Regions from separate parts of the Sus scrofa genome. Here region 2 is linked to region 1. Evidence: chromatin contacts called from public HiChIP or PLAC-seq data. All regions are on one chromosome and are shown on one strand. Each heading gives the region's core, a stretch centred on a gene start, on an enhancer-like site or on the middle of the called end of the contact. The rest is flanking DNA. Distances are from core to core; before and after follow the strand shown. Region 1 overlaps LOC106506942 (a long non-coding RNA gene). Region 2 has its middle 150 kb from the start of MID1IP1.

Region 1 (5,646 bases), core at 466-2,965:
TTCAAATTCATGGGCTTGGCGCAAAGGAGTGAAGCAAATATACCTTGCCTTCACCATCTTCCGCTGGAAACCCTGAATCTAGAGTGAGCTTTTAGAAATCCAGACGCGGCCCTGCCCCTCCCATGGTGAAAGTCTTTGGCTGGCTTCCCGCTGCCATTCAAAGATAGTCTCTAAGCCCCAGGGTAGCTTACAAGGCGCTTCGTGACCTGCCTTCCCCTTAGCTCTCCAGGGTCATCTTGCTTCTGGCTCCCCAAATCTAGGATGCCCCCCTCATCTCACCTTCTTTTATCCTTTGACGATAACATTTATTGTTCTTTTTCCAATTACTAAAGCAACTGCCTTCGACGGTAGAGAATTGGAAAATATAGAGAAGTATGAACAAGCAAAGAAAATCACTGTAATCATGCTTCCTCAAAGATACCACTGATAACATTTTGTCTCATTTTAGTCCAGCATTGTTTCTATGCATAACATCCAAATATTATTTTTATGTGACATTATATGATATATATGTGTGTGTGTGTATAGACATCTAATTTGTAGGTGGCAATTAGAGTCTTTTAGACTTCTTCCACTTCACATTTTATTATAAGCATCATATTCATTATATTTTAAGTTACAGTGAATATTAATAAGCGTTTACTATGCACCGAGTACTACTTGGCTAAGTACTTTACATGTTTTTTCTCATTTAATCCTTGCAACCCCCTGTGAGGCACTATGATATTCCCGTTTCCCAGAGAAAGCCATCAAGGCTTAGAGAGGTTAAGTAACTTGCTCAAAGTCACACAGCTGCTAAGTGTTGGAGCTGGGACTTGAACCCAGATGTAGAAAACTCCAAAACTCTCTTGAGGTGTCAATAGAATATTTTTGTAAACATTGTTAAATGTTGAATAGATACAAAGGAATCATTGTAACTTATATGTAAGGGATAAAGAATCATGGTACAATGTACAAAAGTATCACCCACCACCCAGTTAAAGGCAAATGTGCTTGCTGGACAGTTCTTCAAAGTGGCCTTTGTTGAAATGATCACAGTTGAAATTAACTAATGTATGGGTCCTAGGGTTAAAATTCCTCAGGTAAAAGAGGCAGTGGTTTCCTCAATCCCTCAGAGTGTGGCAGGCCCTTTGCCTCTCTAGGCAGTCAAGATCAGTCGGTTGCTGTAAGCCCCAGTTCTGGTGGATGGACTCCTTCCCCAGCCTCAGGAAACTTCTGCACTGCGAGAGGCTGGAGAACTCAGAGCAAGGCCACCTCAGTGAGGTCAACTGAGCAGCCCTGAGAGCAGTGGTATCAGGTGGGCAGTGACTCGGGCATATGCAGGGTGAGTGCTGATGAGTGCTCTGGGTGGACGAAGCAAGGCTCCTGCCTAACCAGGGGCAGCCCCAGTGATGGCAGTAGGAAAAGTTGAGCAGCTCAGGTGAGGGGACAACTTTCATTGCAACCTAACTGAGTGACTCGGAATCATTCTAGGAGAAGTTGAGGACATTGAGGTTTTAGGAGCCCGGTGAAGTCCAGGGGACCTAGCGCCAAAGGTATTTTTGTCACCACAGCCATTTTACCCACACCCTCCTGGCTGATGTGGGCTGAGCCATCAAGAATTAATCAGTATTTCGTAAAAGACAAGTTTCACTTGCCAGACTACTTCCTTCACTCAACTGTGGTGGATCTCCTATCGCTGTCTATTGTGCCACAGGGTAAACTCTACAATTGCATGTATTGGAGTTTCCGGGTGGCTCAGTAGGTCAAGGGTCTGGTATTGTCACTGCTGTGGCTCTGGTTCCAGCTGTGGCCTGTGTTCAGTCTCTGGCCTGGGAACTTCCACATGCTACAGGCACAGCCAAAAAAATAAAAATAAAATAAAATAAAATTGCATGAATTGCCCTCAGTCAGACAGACACTTCCAATAGACACGGGAAAGCAGCATTCAGGGACAATGACCTGGCCACCACCACTGTCTCTGCCTCTTCTCCATTTCCCACCACCCTTAACGTATCTTGACTGAATTCTTGCATAACCTCTGAAGCAGCATCCTTGCTTCCAGTCTCTCTGCTGTATTCGCCACCAATTTGTTTCCTTTTTTAATTATTATTTTTATGTATTTTATTATAGTATGGTTGGCTTACAATGTTGTGTCAGTTTCTGCTCTATAGCAAAGTGATTCAGTTATACATACATATGCATTCTTTTTTATATTCTTTTCCATTACGGTTTATCTCAGGATATTGAATATAGTTCTCTGAGCTATGTTTCCTTTTTAAATTGTTTTTAATTATCTAAAATATATCTCTATTTCCAAAGTCAAAATAATATAACAAGCTGGCTTTAGAATGTTTCACTTCAATTACTCTCTCCTCCACCCTGCTTCCTCCCTCCTCTATAGGTAAATATTTCTATTAGTTTCCCATTGGTCTTTCCAGTAATTTCTTTTTTTGGCAAATACAGCAAAGATGTGTATCTAAACATGTGGTTAGTCATATTTTCTCTTTTTAAAATATAAGATAGCATGGTACATGCAGTGCTTGGTATCTTTATCCCGTAATGACAAATTCTGGGGATGTATTATGTATAGAAATTGTCCTCATTCCTTTTTATGGTGGCTTAATATCCTATTGTGGGGATGAAATATTCTTTTTCCAACCAGTCTCTGTATTGAAGATTTGGGTTCTTTCAAATCCTTTTATTGACGACAAATTTAAAAAAATGACATTTGGTAGTCATGTCCCTCCCTGCTCAGAAACCTCTGTGGCTTTCCATTGCCTGCCAGAGCCAAATGCCATTGGAGGTCTTCTAAAGTTCATCACAATCTACCTTTCCAAACTTGCTTCTCCCCCACCCACCTTGCACTATGTGTAGCAGCCACAGCGGAACCTTCCCTCTCCATTCCCCAGATGACCCGCACGGGGCGTTGTCCATGCAGCACCTTCAACTGAAATTACTCTTCCCTCCTGTCCCTCCCCCTCCACCTCTTCCCTTGATGTTGGTTGCTATTTTTTCTCAATCCCTAGAAGAAAAGCGATCTCTCTAGGACTCCGTTACTGATTCCTGTCCCCATCCACACCTTCCCCCAAGTGAGATTAATCATTTCCCCATGGTCTTTCCACAGCATTGTGCTTGTATTTTTATGTTTCACTTTTGCAATTTACATCATGCAGTGTTTTCTGGTTATTTACGTACATTTCACCCCCCTCCTTCCCAGTAGATTATGGAAAAAACAATTGCTGCACAGAGCTTTTACATGGTTAAGTGCTCCATACATACTCGTTGAATTGTTTGTTTTTATTAAATGTCTGTAAAAATAAAGCACACATAATAACTAGGGCCAACATTGCTTATGGCTTTGAAAAACAAATGAATGTCACTCATCCTTTTACTTGCTTTGTTTTACTCCACTGGGTGGTGGGTGAGGGCCCAAAGCAATTCCTGAAGAAATAAGAATTCTCAGAACAACTGAAGGTTGTTATTTTTATTTATACAGCATATTTGTGTAGTTTTAAAATTACCATGCTTTGACACATCAACCTTCCTCTTAATAGCTTTTTGCCAACTACACTAAATTTCAGTTTAAGTTAGTTAGGTTCTAGCCACAATGACTGCCAAGCACTGCTAGAGTTCAAATGGTTTGTTGATAACTGAATATCAATGCTTAAATTTAAGGACATGAATTATCCCTTCCCAGTGAAACTTACAGCAGATTTAAACCATTTGCGGGGCCTCTTTAAAAAGTATACAGATCTGATCTCTTGGCAGCTACTAGAAAATCCTTGGAAATATTCGATTTCCTTCTTTCTGTTGTAAGGGAAAAGCCCACAAATTTTATTGTATCATAGGAAAGAGCTCATAGGAATGTTATCAAAATTAAGACAGTGCGGTACCAAGTTTCTGATTCTAGAGATAAAATCTTTTCAGACTTTTTTGGAAGACCTCAAAGGTCATATCAACCCTGATGGGATTCTGTCAAGTTCTAATTCACATGAATATTTCTGGTGGGTTAAACGTTAGTTGTGGCGTGTCACCTATTTAGTCCGTGTATAGAACACAAAGTTCTATAAAGTTCTATACACGGGCTAAATGGCCTCAAAAGCCTTAAAAAGGCTTACAATCTCATTAGATATAGAAAACCTTTCAATAGGAGAACTGTCAAGGAACGTGTGGCCATCCTTAATCCACCACAAAGTTGGTCCCAGATAATGACCATGAAATAGGTAGATCCCAGGCCTAGCTTGAGCACAGAACCTCCCTTTCTAGCATTGTTCCTGTCAATTAATACATACTTAGTGAATGAACAAATAGATATTAGAGGTGTTGTGGAGGAAAAAAAATAAACAACTGGGCTTTGTAGTAAATTGTATATGGGAAGCAAAGAGGAGGAAGGAAACAGAAGGATGAAGTTCTGAATTTGGGAAGCTGATGGCCCTTTGATGGTACTACTGAGAGCCATCTCAAGAAAGGAATAGGATCTCATTAATCATTGTGATAGATTAACTTCCTTTCTTTTTTTTTCTTTTTTCTTTTTTAGGGTCGCACCTGTGGCCTATGGAAGTTCCCAGACTAGGAGTTGAATCAGAGCTGCAGCTGCCAGCCTAAACCACAGCCACAGCAATGCTTGATCCAAGCCATGTCTGTGACCTACACCACAGCTCATGGCAGCACCAGATCCTTTAACCCGCTGAATGAGGCCAGGGATCGAACCAGCATCCTCATGGACACCAGTTGGGTTCTTAATCCACTGCACCACAACAGGAACTCCATGATAGATTCACTTTCAAAGACCACTGAGACCACCCCCAGAAATTGTAAGTTGAAAATAATAAAAAATAGGAGTTCCCTGGTGGCTCAGTGGGTTAAGGCGTTGTAATTTTTGTTTATACAGCATATTTATATAGTTTTAAAATTACCATGCTTTGACACATCAACCTTCCACTTAATAGCTTTTTGCCAACGCGGGATCCAAGCCATGTCTGCGACCTACCCCATAGCGTTGTCACTGCTGTGGCTCAGGTTTGATTCCTGGCCAGCGAACTTTCGCATGCTGCGGGTGCAGCCAAAAAATAAATAAATAAATAAATAAATAAATAAATAAATAAATAAAAAAGTTAGATCCTGTCTTAAAAATAAGGAGCATAGGGGAATATTTGGAAATCTTAGGATTCCCAGCAATAGTTAAAAATGAAACAAATGATTTCATCCATGGGAGAGATTGCAGCAAGAGCGATTTTAAACAGTCACTGAGCAGCACTGTTAATGAACACTATTACAAGAACATTTTTGTTGACCTTATTAGGGTTGTTCTCCCATTAGCGTTAGGAGGTGCTCCACAGAGATCGGTAGTAAAGACACCTCAATTCGGAGGAGTCATTTTCACGCCAAAATTGCAGAGACTTCCCAAGTTTGTCTGTGAAATTTGTGATCACATGAAATACGGACGACTCATATTTCCATTCCATGTTGCAAGTTTACATTTTTCCGTAAACGTTGATCTGGCTGCCTTGAAGGCAGAGGAAGCAGAAATGTCTTGTGAATCAGGGCTGATCTGGCTGAGGTTTATGGAGGGGCCCTTCCAGCTTTGCATTAAATCCCTCCCTGCCTTCCTGGAGCGCAAGTTGTAAAGTGTTCCGTCACCCCGTGACCAGAAGAAATGAGAGA
Region 2 (5,272 bases), core at 1,954-4,453, 180 kb before region 1:
TCGGAACTGTAGCCGCTGGCCTACGCCACAGCCACAGCCACGCCAGATCCGAGCCGCATCTACGACCTACACCACAGCTCACGGTAATGCCGGATCCTTAACCCACTCGGCAAGGCCAGGGATCGAACCCACAACCTCATGGTTCCTAGTCCGATTTGTTAACCACTGAGCCATGACGGGCACTCCAGTCCTGGCAGTTCTTAACCTGGGTCCTCATGGCTACCAAGGCTGCACAAGCTCGACCTTGTCTCGTATAGCTGCAGGGGCCACACTGTCTGCCCAGGGTCCCTCTCTTCAGGAATCACTCAGAGGTGTGCTGGAGCCAGCTTATAGTGGCTCATGAAGACCGACTGCATGCATCTCTTCCCAATGCTATGCTGAGCAGCATCATGGTGCTAGCTTGAAATTAGTTGTGGCTGGAATATCTATAACATGGAAATCAGCTACAAATCAGGGCCTTTGATTTTTGTTTATTTGTTTAAAAACTGACCTATCAGCAGGCTTCTAATACCATCCCTCCCACAGGTCCCCCAAATTCTGCCTGGCCCATGCTGCTTGGGCAGGATGACACTATCCTCCCCTGTACAACACATGACCTGAGTCTGGTCAGCCAGACTGCTTCATCTTCTTAGTCACACCATCTGGTACTGGGATGAGCATGTAAGCCACGACAGGCCAATCAAAGCCTTCTTTGAGATTTTAACCAGCGCTGTTAGAAAAAACGCTCTTCTCCTCTGAGATCAGGAGGAATAAGGATCATGTAAGCCGAGATTTGCCATCTTTTTCAATCTCTTCCCAGCCAGCCAGACAATAAGGCCAACACAGAAGAGAGCGGAAGCAAGAGATGGACAGAAGGCAGAGCCCTGACAGCACTCCTTGTGCATCTGGAGATAATACTAGTTTGTTGTTGTTCTTAAGCTAGGCTGAGCTGGGATTTTGTCGCTTGCAATCAAAAGAATCCAAATTCCTATATATTGTCTTCGCTCAGACCCTCCTCCTTCATAAACTGACACGGCACTTAAGCAGAGAGCAGCAGAAGATGTCAGGGTCCTGCTCATGTCCCCTTGGCACCCATTGTCCCTTGTAGCCTGATGCCTTCTTACTATAAGCAGATGAGATGCTCTCAGCCCATAGGTGGCAGAGGCCAGAGTGCTCAGGAGGTAGCTCACCTCAGGGCAGCCCTAAGCCGGTAACCAACAGGAGATGGTGGGTAAACACCCCAGCTTCCCTGCCCCTCAGGTGGGACTTGCAGGCATGTTCCATAGCATCTCCTTAGATCCCCCGCAGGACTGCTGCCTACAGTGGTAACCTGTTTTGACACTCTGAATTGATTTCCTTCTCTTTCCTGTCTTACTTCTCCACTCCTTAGTGATACTTCCTGAAATCACCTCCCCAAAAAACTGCATGCACCCAAATCCTTGTCACAGAATTGGCTTCTTGGGGAATCCAACCTAGAGGAATAGACCCATGCACCCAAATTAAATAAATCTGACTCATGATGATTACAACCCAAATCATTTTGTGTTCTTCTCTTTCTATTAGTCAATTTTTGTGGTTTCTCAGCCAAAGTTGTGTTACTTGTTTCATGTTACCCAATGCCTGGCTACAGAGTTAGTTTGTAAATGAGGAAAGAAAATTGCTATTCAGAACTGAAAAGGGGAGTCATACTCCTACTTTTTGGCCATTATTCAAATTCTAATTTGGGTTTGGTCTACATTTGGTTTTGGCTATGCAATAATAAAGTCTAGACACACCTAGGGGTTTTCTTTGGGACATCAGCGAATGCGGAACACAGCTTTCACTGGTTTCCACTTGTGAGCAAGTTGGCCTGGGCAGCTGAGGATACTATCACATTAAAACAGCTCTCTCCCTTCCACCTGGTTGGTTCATACTTACCACAGGCTGTTAGAGGCACCTTAGCTAAGAAACCCATAATTGTCAGGGGAGTCAGGGCGGGAGTGACCTTTTCCCAAAGGGAGAGAGTGACCCTGACTCTCTGGGCATGTGAAAGTTGGGAGTGCACTTGCTCACAAGGTCTGCCAGTCCTGTGAGAACCACACCCATTCTTCCTAGGGAAGGAGGTGAGAAAATACCTGTTCTGTGCATTAGGCTGCCAAGCTCCATAACTCCTGACACCTAGATGCCTGTATTTTTCCAAAGCCTTGGTTTGGGAGTAATTTCGCAACACATTACAGCTCCTTTGGACTGGGTATGCCTCTGACTTCATGGTGAGTAGGCAGGGAGGGACTAATCGAATAAATTTAAGTGAAAGACTTCGAGATACCAGATGAAAAGAGTCCAAATCTAAATGGCTGTGCCTAATGCTTACAGGAAGTAAAGATCTTTAAGGAGCAAATTTCATAGGAGGGGTGTGGCACAGGGGAAAACCTGAACTTGGAATGTGAGTACCTGCATGTGAATTCCAGCTGTCACTGCCAAGCTGCCTGGTGGCATGTACAGCAATTATAAACACAGACTCTCGAGTCCCACTGCCTGGGTTTAAAATCTCGTTCCACTACTTACGTGCTGTGTGACTGTGAAAAAGTTAAGTAGCCTCTCTGGGCTCCGTTCCTTCCTCAACGAAGGAAGGATAATAATGGTACCTGCCTTGTAGGACTGATACAAGCATGAAGTGAATTAATATCTCTCAAGGGATTAGAGGCGAGCCTGACACCTAGTTAAGTTCCAACATGTTTGCTTTCATCATTGTTCCCAGGCTCTGCGTCTCAGTGTTCTCACCTGTAAATGGAGGATTCCTACCTGGCTTACATGGTGGGGTTTTATTAGGACAAAATGACACAACGTTATTGGAAGGGGAAATCTGGTAAAGCATCATATAAATTCAGGTTGTGATTAAATCAGCTCAAGCTTTTGTGGCTGACCATCCTCCCCTAAAGACCAGGGCTGGGCATTTAGAGGCTCGGTTAGTCCTGACTTCCAGGGAAGGAAACAAGAGCTCAGGGAAATACACCCTCCCCTCTACAAGGGTTGGACATATGGCTAGCAGCTGGGATTTATGCAAAGCATTCTTCAAATTAGTCCAAAAGCCCCACTGTTTGGTTATTGCCCCCAGCGCAACCATAAAACCACAGCTCACAACTGCCAGCAGGTTGTTACATCCCCAGCCTGTGCTCACCCCGGCCCCCTCTCAGCTGCCTAGCTATGGCCACTCCAAGTTTCCCGGCCCCAGAGTCACGTGCGTGTCCTCTGGTTAACTCAATCTGCTGTCAAAAAGGAGGAAGTAATTAAATGGGGGACATGTCAGTCCCACCACAGGCCCTGGAAAAGTCAATAAAATTTAGTCACCAGAATGGGAGCTGATTTTTAACCACTCTACTATAAAGCATGACACGCACAAAAGATGTCAGCTTCGGGCCACAGAGCAACCAAGCCCAGGAGCTCGGGTGCTCAGCACAGTCCTCCTTCGGTGGGGCAAAGGAAGGCAAGTGAAGTACTCTACTCCAGTGAAATGCGAAGTGAGAAATGGAGGGAAAACAGCTTGCTTCCCCCAGAACTCTATCCCTGAGGATATCAGGAGAGGGGACACTGCAGTGGTGAAGAGACAAATGGAAGAGAGGATGGGATAAAACGCTGTTACCAGCCAGTTAGACCTGTCAGGCTCTGGGAGACCGCGCATGAGAAAGCTGGCCATCAGACCGCAGTTGAAATCACGTTTGTTGCTTTCTCTGCATTGCAAAACTCCCTGCCCTTCGCTTGTCTACTCCAGTATCTGATGGATTTTCTCAGCAGTCGCAGGGCTGCGCCCCAGAGGGCTATGGAGGTGGTGGAGGGGAGAACCAGAGCAGGTAAGAACCAAGGCTCTGCTTGGCTGACCTGACCTACCCTGGCCGCCTGCCTGCCTGCCTGCCTGGCCTCTTCTGCCCTTCATGTTTTTGTTGTTGTTGCTTTGTAAATAATGAAATTTCCATGGAATCAATCTCACTGACCACTTAGTGAGAAATTTTAGCTACAACCTCGTAGGTCCATCATCCAGACTGGGCCAAGAGCGTTTGGAGGTGGGGGAGGGGGGAAGGTCTAGGAAAAGGCGGTTTCCTCTTCCGGCAGCAGAGAGGTCACAGCAATATGCTGAATCACTCTTTCCCCACAGTCTCAGCTCTCTTCGCAAAAAGGCCTAGGAACCCTTCCGTTACATTTCATTTTCTGGTTTTTTTCCCCAAAGTCAAAGGTGACTTATTTAACAATTTCAATGAAATACTGAATGCACAATGCAGAGTATAATACAAGGCACAATTGCCTTACAGTTAGTAATTAACATTTACTGAACACCTACTACTAATTTGAATCCTCCTGACTTTCCTGGGTAGTAGGTTCTAATACCATCAGACCTATTTTACAGATGAGAAGCCTGAGCCCCAGAGAAATAAAGAAACATGCCCAAGGTCACAGAACTAGTGGTGGAGATAAGACTGGAACACTCCCTCATTATTTCCTATCAGCTTTCCACTCTAAAAATTGCCGACCTTTTTCTAATGCTGAGCAGATTCCCAAACCCTTTTATGTACATTTTCTCACCAGATACTCAAACACATCTCTTGAGGCAGGAGTTCTTATCTCTAATTTAGAGATGAGGAAATAGAAATTTAGAAGGATTAAACGGTTCTCACCTACTACAGAGGCAGGAAGTGAAGAGCAGAACTCACATGCTCTTTCTGGTCTTCTTCTCACCATAGCCCTGCTACCTAGGAATAACAAGTCTTTACGTATGGCAAGCTGGTGAAATCTTCAAGCTTGCTCCACAGGAAGTGCACCCCTCCTCTGCTTTAGGGGCAGGTGCGACAGCTTCTTCATTGGCCATGTCCCACCCTACTGGTGATATGTGCTTGGGTTTCCTGCAACATGGCCACACGTGGCTGTGCCAGTTGTTTGGTGAATGACTCCACTGCATCTGTGGGGACACGATTCACATCGTGGGTGTGGTAGATTTTTCACTTTATTAAGATAACTTTCCAGTAGATGGCAGTAATGCGTCTTGAGGAAGGGGTGGGTGCCTTTTCCTAATTCATGCAAAGGCAATGCAAAGGCTAGCGGGACCCCTGATGGTGTCTATTCTAAATTCTTCTTACCCATACTGGTAAGATGGCATTGATCCAACAATCCTCTTCTGGTCCCTCTTAAAGACCTAATGTGGGAGATACCCTCTGCAATAATTATTTCTTTACATTTAACAAAATGCTTATCAGGTACCTACAGTGGGACAGATAATATACAAGGTGGACCTACTACAATGGTGAACAAAAGAAACACGGTCCCT

The links. HiChIP or PLAC-seq counts read pairs in DNA pulled down with a chosen protein or histone mark.
Region 2: an H3K27ac HiChIP or PLAC-seq map of alveolar macrophages shows a contact between it and region 1. The contact joins two enhancer-like sites. A contact is called at or near these places in 3 of 47 Hi-C or Micro-C datasets (embryonic fibroblasts and skeletal muscle) and 1 of 2 datasets of contacts at active chromatin or transcription factors (alveolar macrophages).

Annotation. Positions count from the first base shown.
Region 1 is chrX:34,730,525-34,736,170 of Sscrofa11.1, reverse strand. The region is part of intron 2 of LOC106506942 (a long non-coding RNA gene); the gene reads left to right. Among named protein-coding and RNA genes, the nearest start is that of MID1IP1, 31 kb to the left of the region's middle. Within about 2 kb of position 1,715, at least 1 of the 83 cell types and tissues checked has an H3K27ac peak or open chromatin away from gene starts, as enhancers often do. A contact at or near this core is called in alveolar macrophages, where this site is marked.
Region 2 is chrX:34,916,587-34,921,858 of Sscrofa11.1, reverse strand. No RefSeq gene overlaps it. Among named protein-coding and RNA genes, the nearest start is that of MID1IP1, 150 kb to the right of the region's middle. Within about 2 kb of position 3,203, at least 5 of the 83 cell types and tissues checked have an H3K27ac peak or open chromatin away from gene starts, as enhancers often do. A contact at or near this core is called in alveolar macrophages, where this site is marked.